Regions from separate parts of the Delphinus delphis genome. Here region 2 is linked to region 1. Evidence: chromatin contacts called from public Hi-C data. All regions are on one chromosome and are shown on one strand. Each heading gives the region's core, a stretch centred on a gene start, on an enhancer-like site or on the middle of the called end of the contact. The rest is flanking DNA. Distances are from core to core; before and after follow the strand shown.

The links. Hi-C and Micro-C count contacts between places; a contact is called where the count stands out from the background.
Region 2: a contact with region 1 is called in a Hi-C map of lung, with 4 times the contacts expected there. The contact joins the promoter of MVK here to the promoter of GLTP in region 1. A contact is called at or near these places in 2 of 3 Hi-C or Micro-C datasets (lung and muscle).

The regions. Positions count from the first base shown.
Region 1 is chr13:17,142,105-17,145,247 of mDelDel1.2, forward strand. GLTP (glycolipid transfer protein) reads left to right here and starts at 1,296. Exons shown (of 5, transcript XM_060029401.1): 1 at 1,296-1,540. The coding sequence starts at 1,438.
Region 2 is chr13:17,389,975-17,393,162 of mDelDel1.2, forward strand. MVK (mevalonate kinase) reads right to left here and starts at 1,690. Exons shown (of 12, transcript XM_060028220.1): 1 at 1,567-1,690; 2 at 518-609. The coding sequence starts at 595. MMAB (metabolism of cobalamin associated B) reads left to right here and starts at 1,902. Exons shown (of 9, transcript XM_060028222.1): 1 at 1,902-2,053. The coding sequence starts at 1,938.

The sequences.
Region 1 (3,143 bases), core at 46-2,545:
CACCTCCCTGAGCTCAATTCCTATCCCTCCACTCCTCTGCCTCTTCCTCGCACTTGCTCCACTCCCATTCCCTCCCCCGTCCCCCCTGGCTGCTTGCACACACCAAGTTTTTTGCCACCTTAAGGCTTTTGCACATGTCCCAGCCACTCTGGCTGTCTCCTACTTCTCCCTCAGGTCTTGGATCAAATGTCACCACTTCATAGGTACTCACTGCCCCTAACTCTCTACATCCTATCCCAGTCATGTCCTCAGTCATTCCCTGGCACTCCACCTTGTTTTAGTTTCTTTGTTTACACTTAGTATTTGAAGTTGTCTTATTTGTGTATTGTGTTATAATGTATTGTATTGTGTTGGGTTGTATTGTCTCCCCAACTAGAATGTCAGCCTCACAGGAGCAGATATTTTGCTGTACTTTTCATCACTTTATCCTCAATGCCTAGCACAGTGCATGGCACATAGTGGGGGCACAGTTAATTATTTATTCTGGAATGAATGACCTCTCAACAATTGTGTGCTAGATTTTGGGACACAAGCATCTAGGTGGGTTTTGGCTGAGGTGAGCTGTGCTCCAGGTTGTGACAGGCGTGTACTCTGAGCTAGTGGGCTGAGGTCAGGTTTGAGGAAACAAGCATCAGTCAGGTGTTGATTGAGTTGGATTGTAAACTGGGCTGAATCCATCAGGTAATATCAGACTGTTGAAGTCAGACTCGACCCCAGATTTCAGGTAACAGGAGTCCTAGTTAGGCATGGCTGAGTTAACTTGTGACTTGAGCAGTGTCCAACAGGCATAGGATCACTCACGGAGAAGAATTATGCGTCCCCAGTGGTTGTAGCCAAAGAGAACTGTGACCACAGCAGTGTCCAAAACGTCACTGGGGGCTGTTGGAAGACAGGCTCTGTTTGCGGGGAAACAGATGTCCTAAGGGACGCTGGCTGGATTGGGCTGTAACCTGGGCTGGTGGATGGGTTGTGAGTTGTGACCTGGTCCATCAGGCGAGGACTCGGCCCAAGCCAGCCCGCCTAGTTGGGGGTGTGCCACGCCGGGGGCGGCAGGTAACACACCCGAGGACGGGTCACCTGGGAGCGGCTCACCTGGGCGTACCTGGATCCACGAGTCGGAGCGCTTTCGCGCCGGGCGGGCTAGCCCCGCCCCTCGGCCAATGGTGACGCGGAGGTCCGCGGCCGTGGGCGAGGATTGGGCGCGGGCGGACGGGCGGACGGGCGGGGCGGGGCGTCCGGCAGCTTAGGCGCTCGGCCGGCGGGCGGCGCTGACTGCTCGTCTACGCGGGCGCGGAGCGGGCGGAAGTGGCGACGCTGGCGTCCCTTGATCCTGCTGCGGGCGGCAGTGACGGCCCCGGAGCTGACGGCGGCGGCCCGGGGGGCGGTGTGGACGCCCGCGGCGCCGGCTGGGGCATCCCCAAGGGCCTCGACCCCGAAATGGCGCTGCTGGCGGAGCACCTGCTGAAGCCCCTGCCCGCGGACAAGCAGATCGAGACGGGGCCCTTCTTGGAGGCGGTGTCCCACCTGCCGCCCTTCTTCGGTGAGCCGGGGTGAAGAGGGGAGCTGGCCCGCAGCCCTGACCCAGAGCGCACCCGCATCCTTCTTCTCCTGAGCATCCCCCAACCATCCCTCAACTAGACACCGCAAATCCTAATTCCCCACGCACCCAAGATGCCCTTTTTCTCCAAGCACCCCAAATTTTCCCTATCCCTGCCCGCTCCCAAATCCTCTTTCCCCTGAACATGTCACATCCTTCATCTCTTCCCAGCCATCCCCATATCCTCCATCTCCCTCAGACTCTCCCAACCCTTTTGTCTCCCCAGACACCTCACATGCCAACATGTCCTTCAGATGCTGGCAGTTCTCCGCCTCCTGGTGCACCCCAGTCGTCCTCTCCCCACAGACACCCCTACTCTTCCAAATCCCCAATCCTCCAATCCCCCATCTCCCCGAAAACATCTCTCACCCTATCATCCCCCTCTTCCCTTTCAGAGTGGCTCTCAACTCCCTCCCCTTAAAATGAATCCCCCCCATTTCATAAACCCCCTCTTTTCTGTAAATTCTCCCAGCCTCTCCCTCATGGGACCTTGTGAACACTTCTTTCCTTAGAATTCCCTAATTTCAGATCAGAGACACCACCCACCACCCCCACTCCAAGGGCAGGAAGCCTGGCAGGGTGAGGAGGGGCCTTTTGGAGGGAGTCGCAAAACTCTGGGGCCCGTTCCTAGGGAGAACCACCTAAAGCTTTCCCTCCATTTAGAACAGGGTTCAGGACAGGGGGGCTGCTATGTGGGGCGACATCAGACATGGAGTGCTTGGGATGGGGTCCAAAAGGGAAAGACCCCTCCTCCATATGTCATGCCCTGGGAGGTCATAGGAGCACTGAGCTGGTTGCAGACCTTCCTTTCTCCCATCCCTCAGCCCAGCCCACACCCTGGATGGAAAATGGGAAACTGAAGACAGTACCATCGGCCCCTGCCCTTTGCTTTGCTGGTCCTGAGTAAAGGCTGAAACCTGAGCTCTGCTTTTTCCTCTTCTATGTGGGCTTGCCCAGCGCCCCGCCCTGCTGTTTCATTTGGTGGCCTTGCAGGAAGAGACCAGTCCGGAGGGCAGAGTCTAGCTGAAACCCGCAAACTGACAGAACCTTGACACTGACTTGAACTGAAGGGAAGTGGCACCTGGGGCAGTCACTCCCTTTGCCCCGTAGTGGGTGACCAGGGCTCATGGTGGGCAGTAGTCCCTGAAGTGCCGTGGGCTCTGGGGTGGTTGTGACTACGTGGAGTCGTGTGCCAGCTCTCCTCCTCCACCTCTTGAGCCTCAGCATCCCCATCTGTGAAATGGGCATGCTGATCTCCTAGGCTAGCGGCAAAGAGTAAATGAGGTGGTGTGTGTAAAGTTCTGAGGCCTTAAGTGCCAAACAGGTCTTAGCTGTTGGCAAGGGGAGATGTGTGGTTGTTATACAAGTTCCTGGATTCAGTTTTGGTTCCTTCATAGAGTGGATAATTGAGTAATGAGTAGTATTTGAGTGAGTGCCATTGGCTGGTTTGTACGATTCTCAGACTGGCTCTTTTACGTCCACTGTTACATCCCTGGTACCCAGAACAGTGCCTGGCACACAGTAGGTGCTCAGTCAGAACTTGTTA
Region 2 (3,188 bases), core at 440-2,939, 250 kb after region 1:
CGACAGCTTGAAAGAGTGGAAAAAGCATGGCTTTGGGTTCAAGCAAACTTAGGTTCACTCCTAGCTCTACCGAGGTGTACGGGACCTTGATCAAGTTACCAATCCCCTCCTAAGTCCCAGCTTCCACGTCTGCAAAATAGGATAATAAAAGTTTAACATCAGAGGGTAGTTGTAAGAGGTAAATGAGACAATGCATGTCTCAGGCTCCTTTGCAGAATCCTACTCGTTTTCCCCAGAGTTTAGTCCTTAAAACACTTCTCCACCGAAGCTCACTTCCTAAGTGGCCTCATTCCACCCACGGGGCTTTCCATGTCATCTTTTTGCTCTCTTACTGGGTGGGCCAGAGAAGCCCTTCAGAGGGCCTAAGACCTGTCTTTTCTTTGCCCAGCTGGGGAGAAACTGACCTCCTCTCTGATGTACTCCCAAGCTATGCCTCAAGGCTTCCTTTCAGCTTCTTTTAAGGTTAGCATCAGGGAGAAGCAGTTCCTAATCCTCAGAGGCTCAGGGGGCCTTGTACCTTGCCATGGACCACGGCATGCTCTCCATGAAGGATGACTTTCCCTGGAGCAGACACTAGCAGGACTTCTGACAACATGGCTCCTGGGAGTCCTGAAAAGGAAAGCCAGAAAGAGGATGGAAGGTCCCCAGAACTTAGAAAATGCCTAGTTCAAGCTCACCATTATAATAAAAAAGGCAGCTACCATCAGCATTTGCTATGTGCCCAAAAAAGCAGTGCAAGGTAGCAGTCAGCTAGACACATCAAATAGATCTGGGTTCAAATCCAGCTCTTCCACTCCCCTTATCATCTTAGCTAACTCACTCAAATAGCTATGATATCATCTTAGCTAACTCACTCAAATAGCTATAAGCCTCAAAAGTTACACGGGGACAATAACTGTAGTTACCTCAATGGGTTTTGAGAAGATTAAACTAAATAATGCAAGGGAAACACTTATGGTCTCGCACACCATAATCACTCAAATACTCATAGTTACTTATTAATGGCTCTGTTCTTGGTTCCAGCTTTTATTATTACTACTATTAAAGATAGAAATTTAAATGAAATCATGAACCGGAAGGAACCTTTTCCTGGACATTTAGGCTGTTTCTAACGTTTCACAATTACAAACAGGGTGCAGAAAACAGCTGTTATACTTTTTTTTTTTTTTTTGCACACTTAAGTCAGGCTCTCTACAAGACAAAGTCCTAGAAAGCGACTTGTTGGGCGTACGTGTGCGCGTTTTAGATTTTTATAAATAATGCAAAACTACCATCCATTTAAGGGTTTACCTCAATAGCGTGAGACCAGAACCGCACTATGCGCTAAGTATATACTACAGTGATTCCTGTTTCTTAGCGGGGGAAACTCAGGCTCGGAGTGGGGGGGGCCTATCGCTTGTCCGAAACTCCAAATCCGGTCTGTCAGATTCCAGGTTGCCGGCTCGTCAGGACGGATTCTCAGAGTTGGGGAAACTAAGCCAGAGAAGCCGGGAGCCCGGTCCAGGGTCGTCCTGGGTCTCGGCCTCGGACTCCGCGCCACCCTGTCCCGGGACCCCGACCTCTCACCTGTCGCCACAGGGGTTCTGCTTCCGAGCTCGAGCCGCTCCGGGACTCCATCCCCAAGCTCGCGGGCGGCGGGGGCAAGAGGCCTCTTCCTTCGCTCAGCCAATCAGAGCGCGCGAGCCGAGAGCCCCTTTACCAATTGGCTTGAGAGTTGGCCAATAGCTGTTGCTAACTAAGTCTTCACGGGTTTCCCCGCCCAACTCCTTCCGTAAACCAATGAGAAACAAGTCTCTGGGAGTGTCCCGCCCTGGGGAGAGAGCCACGGACCAATGGAAGATGGCGGCTGATGGGTGGTGCGGCCGGAGGTAGGTGGAGTCACCCCGGGGTCTGGACGGGAGCCTGGCAGGGTCAGTCCCCTACCAGATCCTTGGACCATGGCTGTGTGGGGCCTGGGAGGTCGCCTTGGCTTGCGCGGGTGCCTCGGCGCCCGCAAGCTATTGTGTCCCCGTTTCCAGAGCCGCGGCCCCCAGGGCGTGGAAGACGGGGACAGGTGAGTACCTGGCTGGGAGGGTAACTCAGGCACCTGCCCTGAGTTATGTTGTCGCCGTGGTTACGTCAAACCGCTGGGAGGTCACCGCAGCAATCGCCAGGTGACGTCCTCTTTAGTCGTGACGTCACCGTGGCAACGTGGGCTCCGTGGAAGCCAGAGACCAAGGTTTCTTGGCGCAAGACAAGTCCAAACGAAGCCCAGCATCCATCAGGACAGGGCATATCCCATGTGAGCCAAGAGGGTCATCTTGCCTGGCCTCACAATCAGGAGGGGCCTCGATTCGGATATTAACCTCTCTCCAAAGCAGTTTATACTTTAAGGCACAGAGATACACCAATACGGTCTAAAGATGGCTGTCATCATATACCTTGAAACTTGCACCCCGTTTCCGGACCTCAGACCCTGACTTAATAATGGATTAATCTATTTCACAGATCCAGTAATTTAACCTTTGAATAACCTTTTAATGTCACATTTTAATGTTGACGTCTTTATTAAAGGTGTTGCTATTTGAAAATGCCAGTTTTCGAACCCTGTTTTGGCAATTCTCCATTTCGGAGTATACATGAAGCTTTACAGTATGGTAATGGCCCAGGGATTTTTCCCTCCAAGAGTCCCTGGCTTGGTAGAGCAGAGGTAACAGTTTTGGGGTGTCGATAGTCTTGGGCAAGAATCCCAGCCCTACCGTTTCTTCCCGTGGTGACCTAGGAGGAAGAGTCTCATCCCGTCAGCTACAGATTCCTCAAAAACAAAATGAACGGGCTTCCCTGGTGGCGCAGTGGTTGAAGGTTCGCCTGCCGATGCAGGGAACGCAGGTTCGTGCCCCGGTCCGGGAAGATCCCATGCCATGGAGAGGCTGGGCCCGTGAGCCATGGCCGCTGGGCCTGCACGTCCGGAACCTGTGCTCTGCAATGGGAGAGGCCACAACAGTGAGAGGCCCGCATACCGCAAAAAAAAAAAAAAATGAACATCATAGGTAGTGCTTGGGAAGATTCCAGGGATAATTCAAGGAGATAATGCCTGTAATTCACTTAGCACAGTGCAGAGACTATGGAAAGTGATCGATAAATTCTTTCAGCCAATATTTATAGAGCGTCTGCATTGAGCAATGCACTACATCAGCTATTCTGCAGAT